Regions from separate parts of the Mus musculus genome. Here region 2 is linked to region 1. A link is a contact called in public HiChIP or PLAC-seq data. All regions are on one chromosome and are shown on one strand. The core of a region is the stretch at or near the end of the contact, and the rest is flanking DNA. Distances in the headings are between cores, read along the strand shown. Region 1 overlaps Lrp12 (low density lipoprotein-related protein 12). Region 2 overlaps Gm33251 (predicted gene, 33251).

Evidence for each region. HiChIP or PLAC-seq counts read pairs in DNA pulled down with a chosen protein or histone mark.
Region 2: an H3K4me3 HiChIP or PLAC-seq map of embryonic basal ganglia shows a contact between it and region 1, with 2.7 times the contacts expected there. The contact joins two enhancer-like sites. A contact is called at or near these places in 1 of 39 promoter capture datasets (hippocampal neurons), 1 of 484 Hi-C or Micro-C datasets (bone marrow-derived macrophages), 8 of 115 datasets of contacts at active chromatin or transcription factors (T-cell acute lymphoblastic leukemia, embryonic basal ganglia, embryonic limb bud and 3 more) and 1 of 9 other capture datasets (embryonic stem cells).

Annotation. Positions count from the first base shown.
Region 1 is chr15:39,905,196-39,911,305 of GRCm38.p6, reverse strand. All of the region lies in intron 1 of Lrp12 (low density lipoprotein-related protein 12), which reads left to right. Among named protein-coding and RNA genes, the nearest start is that of Lrp12, 36 kb to the left of the region's middle. Within about 2 kb of position 4,020, at least 129 of the 459 cell types and tissues checked have an H3K27ac peak or open chromatin away from gene starts, as enhancers often do. A contact at or near this core is called in embryonic basal ganglia and embryonic limb bud, where this site is marked.
Region 2 is chr15:40,112,935-40,119,131 of GRCm38.p6, reverse strand. The region is part of intron 2 of Gm33251 (predicted gene, 33251); the gene reads right to left. Among named protein-coding and RNA genes, the nearest start is that of 9330182O14Rik, 18 kb to the left of the region's middle. Within about 2 kb of position 4,746, at least 61 of the 459 cell types and tissues checked have an H3K27ac peak or open chromatin away from gene starts, as enhancers often do. A contact at or near this core is called in embryonic basal ganglia and embryonic limb bud, where this site is marked.

The DNA of each region.
Region 1 (6,110 bases), core at 2,771-5,270:
CTCTTAGCCATTCCTATTGGTGTAAGATAAAATCTCAAGGTAGTTTTGATTGGCATTTCCCAGATGGCTAAGTATGTTAAACGTTGAGGTGTTTTTCAGCCATTTAGGTTTCCTCTTGAGAATTCTGTGTCCATCAGCACTCCACTCTTTAGTTGTGTTATTTGTTTTCTTAATATCTAATTTTTGAAGTTCTTTATATATTTTGGATATAAGCCCTTTATCAGATGTGTAGCTGGTAAAAATTTTCCAATTTAGCCTGCCACTTTGAATGATGGTGTCTTTTATCATGTAGAAGTCTTTTAGTTTCATGAAAAGTTGATCTTAATGCCTCTGCTATTGGTGTTCTGTTCAAAAAGTCTTTTCCTGTGCCAAATGAGTTCAAGGCTACTCCCAGCTTTCTCTTCAGTCTATCTGTTTTATGCTAAGGTCTTTGATCCCTATGGACTTGAGGTTTTTGCAGGGTGATAAGTATGGATCTATTTGGATTCTTCTACATGCAGACAGTCAGTTTGAATAGTACCATTTGCTAAAGGTGTCTTTTTTTCCAGTGTATATTTATGGGGTTTTTTTTTTTCACGATTATTCTAACTATCATGGTGTTCTTGTCTGTTTGTTTGGTGTGTGTGTGTGTGTTTCCATATGAAGTGGAAATTGTTTCAAAATTGGTAAAGAATTCTGTTGGAATTTTGATGGGGATTGCACTGAGTCTATAGATAACTTTTGGTCAGATGACATTTTTTTAATCCTACTAATCCATGAGCATGGGAGATCTTTCCATCTTCTCAAATGTTCTTCAGTTTCTTTTTCAAAGACTTAAAATTCTTGTCATACAAGTCTTTCACTTGCTTGGTTAGAGTTACCCCAAGACATTGTATAATATTTGTGGCTATCGTAAAGGGTGTTTCCTCAGTCTGTCATTTGTATATAGGAACACTCTAATTTCTGTGAGTTCATTTTATATCCAGCTGCTGAAAGTGCTACCAGTTATGGGATTTTTCCAGTGGAAATTTTAGGGTCACTTATGTATAGAGTCATATCACCTGCAAGCAAATAAAGGTATTTGACTTCATTCCAGTTTGTATTCCCTTGATCTTCAGTTGTAGTTCTGTTCTGGTTAAGACTTGTTGCTATATTGAATAGGTATGGAGAATGGACAGCCTTGTCTTTTTGTGGTTTTAGTGGAATTGCTTTAAGGTTTTCCCCATTTAAGTTGATGCTGGCTATATATATATATATATATATATATATATATATAGGCTTGCTGGAAATTACCTTTATGTTTAAGAATGCCTGTTGTGTTGGTAATCTCTCTAGGACTTTTATCATGAAGGGGTGTTGGATTTTGTCAAAGGCTTTTTCTTTATTTAATGAGATCATGTGGTTTTTGTCTTTCAGTTTGCTTATATGGTAGATTACATTTATCAATTTATGTTAATCCATCCATGCATCTCTGGGAAGAAGCCTACTTGATTATGGTAGATGACCTTTTGAAAGTGTTCTTGGATTCAGTTTGAAGGTTTCTATTGAGAATTTTATATTATTCCATGTCTGCCACGTGGCTGGTTAGTTCACCTCTCCTCAGTTTCATATGTCAGACTTATTCCATGTCTGGGGTGAGTCTTTCTGTACCTGACTATCTCCTAGAGTTCCAGTCTCTCTATTGGAACTTCCACTTTGTACTTCCTGCCTTTTGCTAATAGGCCATCAGCTTTTTACTAACAGATGACTCTTTTACATAGTGCACAAAAGAGTATCCATGCATTCTATAGTTTCTGTTGATATCCAGCTTTAATACATGGTGGTCAGATAGGATTCAGGGGTTTATTTCAATTTTTTTTTATATCTGTTAAGACTTACTTTGTGTCTGAGTATATGATCAACTTTGGAGAAAGCTCCATAAGTTGCTAAGAAGATGGTGTATTCTTGTGGTTGGGTTAAAGGCTCTGTAAATGTCTCGCAGGTCTGTTTGGTTTATGGTATAAGTTAGCTTCAGCCTCTCTCTGTTTAGCTGGTCTCTGGATGATTGGTCCATGGTGGGAGTCAGTACTGAGGCCTCTCACTATCCCTGCGTGAGGTTTAGTATGTGGTACTAGCTGTAGTTGTGTTTCTTTTACAAACTTGAGTGCTCTTGTTTTTAGTACCAGATGTTAAGAATTCCATTGTCCTCTTGGTGGGTTTTCCCTTTGCTGAGTGTGTAGCATCCTTCCCTGTCTCTTCTGGTTAGTTTGGATTGAAGTCTATTTTGTCGGATATTAAAGTGGCTGCACCAGCTTCTTAGGGCCATTTCCTTGGAATATCCTTTTCCATCCTTTTTCCCTGAGGCAATGTCTATTCTGATTTTAATATTTTAAAATTCACCTCTAAAGGACAAAGTGCTTTCATTCTTAATAACTATTAATCATCTTAGTTTATTGTTAGTTTTAAATAAAACTCCCTCAGTTTTATTAAAAGATCCAGCTAGGTTCAAATTTAAATTCATTAAAGCTTTTTCCAGTTTGTAAGTTCAAATCACAGCCTTTTGAATGGTGTTTTTGTAAATCACCAAATATTCTTTAAAGAAACTGTTTTTACAATTTTCATCCTGGAGTTTGCCAAGTGTATCTCAGTAATGTAATTAAAGATGTTCCCTGTCCTCTGCCTTCTCTATAAATTGATAATCGGATTTAGAACCAAGGTTACATAGCTACTAGCCACAGGGGCTATTTTAAATTTAAAGTTGAATTAACTACAATTAAATCAAATTAACTTACTTGTTATGGTACAGTGCCCACATTTCAAATGACCAATAGCCACATGTGCCAAATGGCTGCCAGAGTTAGATAATGTCTCTGGTGTGTGTTCATCTTTGTAGAAAGTTCTGTGTCATAGTTCTGTTAAGTAAAGGCTTGCTCAAATTCACTTTCCTTGTTGGAGTTCAACTTTTGGGAGCCAGTGTTTGCCTCTTTTTTACTGACTTTTGTGGCTAATGCCCAAGTCTGTTATGTCACTAAACGATGCAGAATACTGACCACAGTTTTAAAGTCACCTCTCACTAGCATGATCCCCCCAAGCTTCACTGCTGCATTAATTTAATTAGGCTGTGCCATTTTGCAAAACTTCGGCAAATGAATGAAGGACTAGAGGAACTTAAATTGAAAATGAGCCTCAGCTATGTGAATTCTAAGGAAGGGATGGGATTCCAGCTGAAAGAAAAATGCTGCAGTTTGTAGCCTGACCTGTCAGCCATCTGGCGATCCCTTTTCTCTACTTAACCATGCCCCAGTGTGCTTTAGAGAAATTAACACCTCACCCCTCAGTTCAGGACTGCCCTGCCATTCCATTTTGCTGTGAAAAGCTGGTCATGTGACTTTGACAACTGTAAACAGAATGGTGGGGCTGGCTTTCTGCCGTCCTGTGGGCGAGATGGAACTGCTGCAGCTGCTTCGTTAGGCTGATTAAGGCAGCAGTGTGTGGCCAGCAGGATTAGAGCGGTTTGGGCTCACACACAACTCAAGTGTAGAGTTCAGAAGACAACTTGCAGGCGTCAGTTCTTTCTCCCTGATTGGTTGCCAGGGATAGAACTTACTTGCTTACCTAACAGCAGGCCATTGGGGAGAATGTGCTGGCTTGCTGTCAACTCCAGTTAAAGCACTCGGCCCTGCCATACGCTGTGGGTGTGCTGGCTGCCTGGACCTTTATCTGGAGCTCCACCTGAGACCTCGTCCACACTCAGAGAAGAACTTCTTCAGTGGGTGACCTAGAAGTGTTTTAACTTTTGCCTTGTAGCAGCTCTTGATCTGTCACATATGCAGATTAGTCTAAGAGAGGGACCCTGATGCACATTTGGGGGTAATCTTTTTACAAGGTTTCAATCTATGATGCTCGGAATAGTGCTGTTGCCTCTCTAGTCCAGTTTCTGTTCCCCTGGCCTAGCAAGGTGTCCCTGCTCTGCTGGGTGTTCATGGACCAGGAAGTCTCCAGGCAGAAATCCTGTGCAGTAGCAGTGCTCACCTGATTTGTTCCTCTTGTCTAGGCAATCTCCAACTTACATCACAGACTGACATCTCGTCCCTGAGTTAGTTAACCTTTACCCCCAGCTTCTTAAACTGTTCAACAACTTACTGGCATGTTGCAGTTCCTGTCCTGACCTATAGGAGGAGCTCCGTGTGAGCATCTTAGTTTTGTTTATTTTCTTCTGGGTACATCATGGTCCCTTCACATCCCACCTTTCACCAATTCTCTGTTTTCTCTCTTGCATTTTTTTTTCAAATAGATCTGTAATTACATCATGTATAGGTTCACATTTCTTATGCAATTCTCAATGTCTGTGGTTTCCAATTGAATTGGCTGATATGGGAAACTAGTGAACACACCATTCTGTGTTTTGATAGAAAGTCTCTCATTCCGTCCTGAGTAGGACACTTGCATTATTTTCTCAAGAGAGTGTCAGCCCTTTGGGAGCCAGGACTTTGCATACTTCTTACTTAATGTCAAGTACTCTTTATTTGAGCAGCTAGAGACTGAATATCTCTATTTATGTCATGTTCTGTGCTAGTCCCCAGGGTTCAAAATAGCTGAACCCAGCTTTATCCCACTGCTGCCCCCAGCTTCTTCCTCCAGCTCCCCACTCCCAAGAATAGGACCTAGTGGGGTGTGTGTGTGTGTGTGTGTGTGTGCGTGTGCGTGTGCGTGCGCGCGTGTGCATGTAAGTCTAATAACTAACTGCTGTACATACACACATTTTTATTCCCCAAGAATGATAAGGAATAAGCAATATTTGTTCTCTCATTTTCTATTTTTTATATAATATGAATAATATTTTTCAAGAACTCTGTGCCTATGTATAACAAATTCAGTCCTTGTTTAAGTGTACAGAATTTATCTGTCTGACCTGTTCCTGGAGTTTACAGTTTTACTTACCCCTAGACTTACCAGGGTTTGCATACACATGTATGTATGTAACATGGCTATATAAATATGAATGTTGAAGGCTATATGTACATGATTTTAAAGTTAAAATTAGATCATAGTCTAATATTTTGAGACTTTTTTCAAAACTTTACTACATCTGGCTACTTATTTCAGTTTCTTAAACACTTTATTATAAAGCTCTATCAATTTACACGTTTGTACATTGATAGATTTAGACAGTTTTTTCTTTTTAGGATTCCATTAAGCCCTGTGATGGGTTTCCTTGTCTTAGGGATAATCGAGGCACCTGTGCTCACCTGCGCAGCAGGCGACAGTGCTGGTGTTGAGGGCATGGCCATCTAGTCCAGAGCCCGTGGCACCCACTTCTCTTCCTCAGCCTGTGCTTGTTTACTGTCCTGGGAAAAGGTTTAACAGAATGTATGTCTAACACTAAAATCCAGTTTTATATTTGCCCATAAGGATGTCAGAAGCACAGCTGTAATTTGTAGCTGTGCATCATAGAAGGCCTAAGCCAGACCTTGCCTTGCTGCTCCAGCTTTCTGCTCATTCGGGTTCTCGGGGCGTGGAGTGCAAAGGTTTGGGCAGTGGGCGCTGCCTTTGACAAACTATGGTAGTTGCTTTATTGAATGTGTTTCTCATTTTGTTTCTTCTTCTTTAAAATAAGTAAGTTGTATGTGGTAAAACAGTGGATGCACACTTGCTAGTGGCCCTACGATTTACTTGGCTGGGCAAAAGAAATGGAGCATGTATGGTGTTGCCCCACAGTGTAAAATAAGTGAGCCAGATTTGCATTCACTCCTGCTGTATTGTTTCTGAGGCAACATAGCAGTTCTTTTCATGTGATTAATAGAGCTATAGTTGACTAAGTGTGCTTTTCTTAGTATTATCTTATTCAGTAGTAATTCTTCACTTTATACAGTTGGAAAAAACTGAATGGCTGTTTAGTGCTACATGCCTTGACACATCTCATTTATTCAACTATCATGGTATGAGCAGCTATTGCTCTAGGGTCTGAGAAAAAGTGTTGTGTAGCTCGAGAAAGAAAAATTGTTAGTTATAATGTTGCAGTTTTCTCCTTATTCAACCAGAAAGAACTCTGCTTTCACTTTCTGATTGTCGCTCAGGTAGCTCACCCTTCCTCTGCCCTTCCTGACTGTTGTGGTTCAGATCTAGACAGTAAGAGAAGAAAGACAAAAGTT
Region 2 (6,197 bases), core at 3,497-5,996, 210 kb before region 1:
GTGCCAGTCACCGTCAGAGGGAATTTTCCCTCGGTTAAATCTCTCTCTGCAAGATGTGTGCCTTCTAGGTAACTTTAAATCCAGGCAAGTTGACAATGAAGATTAGCCATCACAAGGCCAAGGAATTGGCCTCTTGTTCCCAAAGAAAGAAAGGCATTCAAGCCCCATTGTTAACTCTCCTTTTTAACAGTCCTGCAGTGGTCCACTTTTCCCCAAAGACTGCTATAAATCCTACATTAGTCTGTCTCCCTGGAGCTCACACATCCGGTTCCTATTCCTCTAAAGTCTTCTCATTCTCCACGTAACAGCCTGCCATTTTTAACCCTACACAAATACTTCCAAGTACTTAGCCTATACAACACAAAATACACTGTTCCCAGTTCATCTACACTGTTCCCAGTTCATCAAGGCTGCTTTGGTTCACTCATGTTCCTTGTTCACATATCCATGCATTCATTTAACAGGTGTTTGAACATCTAAGTCTACTATATTCCATGTTTCATAAATGCCAAGAATTTTTGACAACTGTGTTCACTACTGTGCTGCTAGTGCTTATGAATTACCTACTGTTTTAATAGGTAACAGGATTTGTTGAACGTGAATGAATGAATGAAAAATGAAAGTTGGCTTTACAGAATGAGACAAAGAAACATTATTCGTGCTGTTTTCTTCTTGAGATAAGATTACATTTTTTCTTCCCTAGGTCTCATAAATAATACCACAGTCCATCTGGACGCCTGCTTGCCCTGCTCCTAGTCCAGAGTCACTATCTCCTACCCATGCAGCCTTACCTTACACTTTGATGGAAATCGATTTTTTTTCTGATTAAGAACTAAATGTTCTTTCTGGAGAGGTGTAAAGCCAATCTTAATTTATGTTGCACGTGTAAATCTAACTCAGAGAAGCACATTTCAGAGTTAAGTGTCTGTAAAAACTGGAGGTCACTTCCTAGTCTCCTCAGACACAGAATGGAGGGGAAGAGAAGAAAAGCAGCTCTGAAGACAAAGAAAATTTAGGATTGCTTCCCCTCTCTCAGAATGGACTCAACCCCTGCTGGCAGAATGAGAGCTTCCCTGTGTGGTTCCAGATAGGTAGGCAAGAAAGATCCCCTGATAGCCACAGCCATGAGGTCTAGCCAGAGGAGAAAATTCACTTCCATTAGCAGATCCCAGCAGTCCAATAGCAACCTGGTTGAGCATTCTATTCATACTAACTTGGTTAAGAAAGAATCCCAAAACAATGCCAGCTTACAGATGTAGAAACCAAGGCACAGAGAACCTCAGTAACATCTCCAGTGTTAACAAAGGGTGAAATTGGGCCCAACGAGAACCAAAGTGAGCCTTTTAACCATCAAACCAGAGGATGCTAAGATGTACAAACTGGTACTTAAGTGGGATATAATGTCCCCAGGCTTGGCTCTGTCTTAGGCATGTTCCATAAAGACAGTCATCAGGAAAGACATTTAACTGGCACATTTATCCCAAATCATCTGCAGACTGTATTATTATTTTGTCTGACATGTCAGTTTCTCCTCCTATATCTCTCAGGCCTATTAATGGTATCCCTACTGCTTCAGTTACACTGTCTGGAAATGTTCATATCTGGGTTCACCCCCCACTTCTCCTCTGAGGCCCAAATTAGTTTCCACGTGCTCTATGGCCCTCAGCACTGACTTCTGCTCTGCAGTTACAGTATGTCTCCTCTTCAGTTACTACAGCTTCCTTTTGTTTTTGTTTTTTTGTTTGTTTGTTGGGTTTTGTTTTGTTTTTAAGATTTATTTATTTCATGTATGTGACTATAGTGGTGCTGTCTTCAGACACACCAGAAGAGGGCATCGGATCCCATTACAGATGGTTGTGAGCCACCATGTGGTTGCTAGGAATTGAACTCAGGGCCTCTAGAAGAGCAGTCAGTGCCCTTAACCACTGAGCCATCTCTCCAGCTCCTCATGGACTCTTCTATTTGGGCGTCTTCCTTGAGTTTTCTTTTTCATGATGACAAAATCATTGATGGGGGTTGGGGGGGTGAACGGTTTGCTTTTCACCATTCCTTTCAGAGGTGTTTGGACAATCAGCACCAGCACCACGTTTGGAAAGTCCAGTGGCTCCCCCTAGGAAATACTGCTGTTTCCACTCTTGGCTGGTGCCTCAGCTGGTTCACACTCTCCCTTACTTCCTACCTTCTGCCAGGCTTCTCTGCAATCGCTATGACCTTTCCTCGTATCTGAAATGACCTAGGTCTCAACCCTCTTATGCCACATATGACTTTGCCCTTTAATATTGTAACAAACATATAACCCATTTTAAATTGTAATTTTTCTTTTCCCACTTGACTATCCGTCCCACCACCACAACCAGCAATGTCACCAGCACTGTCACCTCTCTATTGTTTCTGTTTCTTGGGGCAGAAGATTAAGTCATGCTTCACATTAACCAGTTTGGAACCCTATTCTCATCTATCTCAATGCTGTGTCTCTCCACTACAGACTCCCTGACAGACTCAAACCCCACCCTCTTCTAAAAGGTAGTCCAGAGCAGCGCAGCAGGGGGTGGGAAAGCCTGTCTGCTGAATGCTTCCTTCCCCTGCACAGCAAACAGCTCTGTAGGTAAGCCAGAGAGGCTGTACCAGCTCCTGATCTTGCTGAAGTTACAAAACTTAAGAGCACCATCAGACCCTTGGAGTCAGGAGGAAGTAGTCTCCTGACCCTCTCCACTCATTGAGCTCCTAGCGGCCATACTCTCTTGTAAGCCAGGAGATAGATGGGCTGTTGTCAACTGCACTTGTGACTTCAAATAATGATGTCATCTCAGGTGTCACACTAACCTCCTCAAAATGATTGTCCTCTTGCATGCTCCATCTATATACAGCTGTCTTCACTCACAGACATGTTAGCCTGCTCTACCTGCTGTAGAGAGATTGAGCCTTCCAGGCTCGCATCCCTTCCATCCCTCTGAGCTCTCTTCTGCTCACTGTCTAAAGCTTGCCATCACCAAAATGGAACCTAACTTTTTTTTCTTCATTTTTTCTTTACAAAATACAGTAACTAGTATCATCCCAAGTAAATCAGAGGCCCTATATACTCAGGAACTAGATGCTATCAGTAACTGATTAAGGACAGACTTTCTCAGTTTAAAGTTGCCTTGAGTAACATTCATTATACATGTAGTCCTTCAATGACTTCTCAGACAATTGATCCCAAATGAATCAATGACTATAAATCAGTTTCCCTTCCCTTTGTCATATCTTTCTACATACTAGCCCTCTGAAATTTCTTTTATATTTCAGTATTATATATTATGGTATTTACAGATATAAAAGTATATTGTCATCTCACATTGAACTTGGCGGTATTGGCTGTATGTGACATAAAAAGACAATTTGAAATCCAGGTAACAGAATTTATGCTTACTTTTTTTAAATGATAGGGAACTTAGGCACTTGAATCCAAAGTAATGAAACACCAATTCCGAGCTTTATCAAGACTACAAGTTCAGCATATTATAGACTAAGCCGCTTTGGAGCAAGGGATGGCTTTGTTAATTTTCTTTTTCCTTTACCTTGCTGCTGCTAAGCCTTTTATGGCTTCAAGGGAGGAACATAAACTCCATATGAAATCAGTTCCAGGCTGGAGAATTTTCAAATGCTCCTAATTTTTCACAAGTCACATTTCAAAATGAGAGAACATTTGCATATTCAACGTGAAATCCCATGGAAAGCCGCCTCCTTGCCCAGTTTTAGAGAGTAATTATTTCTACACTTCTGAACTGGCAACACCTTCAGAATGTCAGCTCGGATGCACAATAGACATAGGTATTAATTAGCCACTCTAATTGCGGGACTTGTTTAGACTGATCGAGTGATGCAACAAACAGCTTCAATCTGTTGGTTGGATTTTTCACGAACAACTTAAGAGTCAAACAGGAACTTGTTATGACTAGTATACTGCACAAACACAACTTGCAATTGAGAAAGCCCTTCTGTGTTCCCTGAATAGAGGCCCTCGCTCACAAAGCTGGCTCTACAGCCAAGTCTGCCTCCAAAGGTACTTAGAAGAAAGGCCTTTCTGTATCACGGTGGAAAATCAATACCGCATGCTGGAGGGGGAAGGTGGAGAGTTAAATCGTCCTCTTCACACCACACAGGCGAGTAAACACCACCGTGGGCTTGGGTGCTTAGGACGCGCAGCACAGACCACCACGAACAGAGGCGTCCCCAGCTCAGAACAGAGTCGACCTGAACAGCTAGGCAAAGGGGTGCCCTCAGCCCTGACGCTGGCACTGCCTAGCCCCGTGCCTCATCTAATTTGATTTCAGTGCAACTGCGGGTCTGTGTGCGCCTGCAAAATTGCATAATTTGCCATTTCCCCAGCTGTTATCCAGCAAAGCTATTCTTTGCACACCGATTTGCCTGGCTGCTAATAAGCCCACAGGCAGAGGCGGAGGGAAGTTTGCGTATCACTAGGTGTCCTCAGCTTTTCCTATCCTCGAGATACCCACCCCGCCCACGTGTAGAGACAAGCAAGGCCCTTCTTCATCTAGCCATCTACACTTTCTGAGAAAGACATCGTTTTTTATGGCCCTTTTGCCTAAGCTGACTATGCCTCTTGCTGCCCCCACCCACCCACCCCGCTCCGAATCACAGGCTTCCCCTCTCCCCCCCCCCCCCCCGCCTCTCCCGGGCTGTTCTGTTATTTTCCTGAGACACCCTGGTATTTCTGGCTTCGCCCCACGTTGAGTCAGATCTCAGTAGGGTTGAGGAGAGGTTCTAGAGTCATTATCAAAGCCAAAGGTAGACAGGCTCTGACAGCTTTTCACGGCCCACTTCCTCGGGTTAGTATTTTTCCGTTACACTGAGGATAAAAGATAAGGAGTCTCTCAGATGTCCCTTTTCGGAGAACAGTCTGAAAATGGGACCTTGGGAATATAACGAACTGCTCATTCTCGGGGGAAGGAGACATTCATAGCTTCCTTTGTTCTACCACAAAGCTCCCCGTACCCTTGAGGTAGATGGAAGGCCATGCTACCCAAGGCACACTCCAGATGCCTGAAAAGCACAGCAGGCGGGCACACACTGGGGACCCAGCGGTGGCCTGGGCTGAAGTCAGGAGCAGGCCCCCTCCTGCGGTTTCCATCAAACTCTGTGAGCTCAGCGGGAGCCAAAGCCTCTCCACTGATCTGTTCAGCTATTAATCAGTCAGTGTAAAATAAGATGTAATATGCCTTGATATTAAACTATGCATAAGTGCTGTTGGGTTGTAGCATAGGAAAAAAAGGGGAAATCTGTTCTCAGGTTTATGCCACGAACATACTTTTATTACTTTTTAGTTTTTTTCAACACAAACTAATTGTATCCCCCACTACACCCCCACCAGAACACACACACACACACACACACACACACACACACACACACATCCTCTATTACCTAGCTACATCCCCAGCCTGAATTCCACTGTAAAAACCAAATCACTCTAATAGCTTCATGATTGCAAGACACTTATGATGTTTATGCAACACACCGCATTTCTACCTACTACTATGCATTTTTTCAAGACTGTTTTTTCTCACTTTAAAATGGGTATGCATTCACATATTTCTGCAGAGAGAATATTCTGAAAATGATTCTCAACCAGTCTATTTCATTGCTTCTTAAGCCCAGATTTTGAATATTTGTACCAAAAACTCTGGGATACCCCAGTGTATAACTATTGAATCCCTTACAAGACCTTTCACCTTTCGATTAGTCATGAAAATTGGTCTGCTTTACTTTACATGAGCGCAATGGCCAGCCTTTGCATATCTGTCCTTGTGAGATCATTTCCCCTTGCTTGAAGCTATACCACTTCTTAAGGCAAGAAATTCTGTGGGGGAGGATACCCAGTTCATCTTGATTCCTGGGGAAGCCATCCCTCTCCCCATAGGTAGACAGAGACATTTTAATATGTTTAGTACATTTTAGTACTGAGTCGTCAGCGGTTGTTGATTTTTATAAATGAAGTGAGCTTATTTTTAATATGACATTTCCCCCTTGAAAAAATATTCACATATAGCTCAAGTGATTCCTTGGCTTGGCTGAAGAAGCTGCTGAGAGATTAAGTTTGTATTCACCAACATATACAATGACCATTTCAGTTTGTGTGTATAAATGTGCTTTTTGTATTCTAGCAAAATGTCTCCTAGCATCCATTAAGACTGACC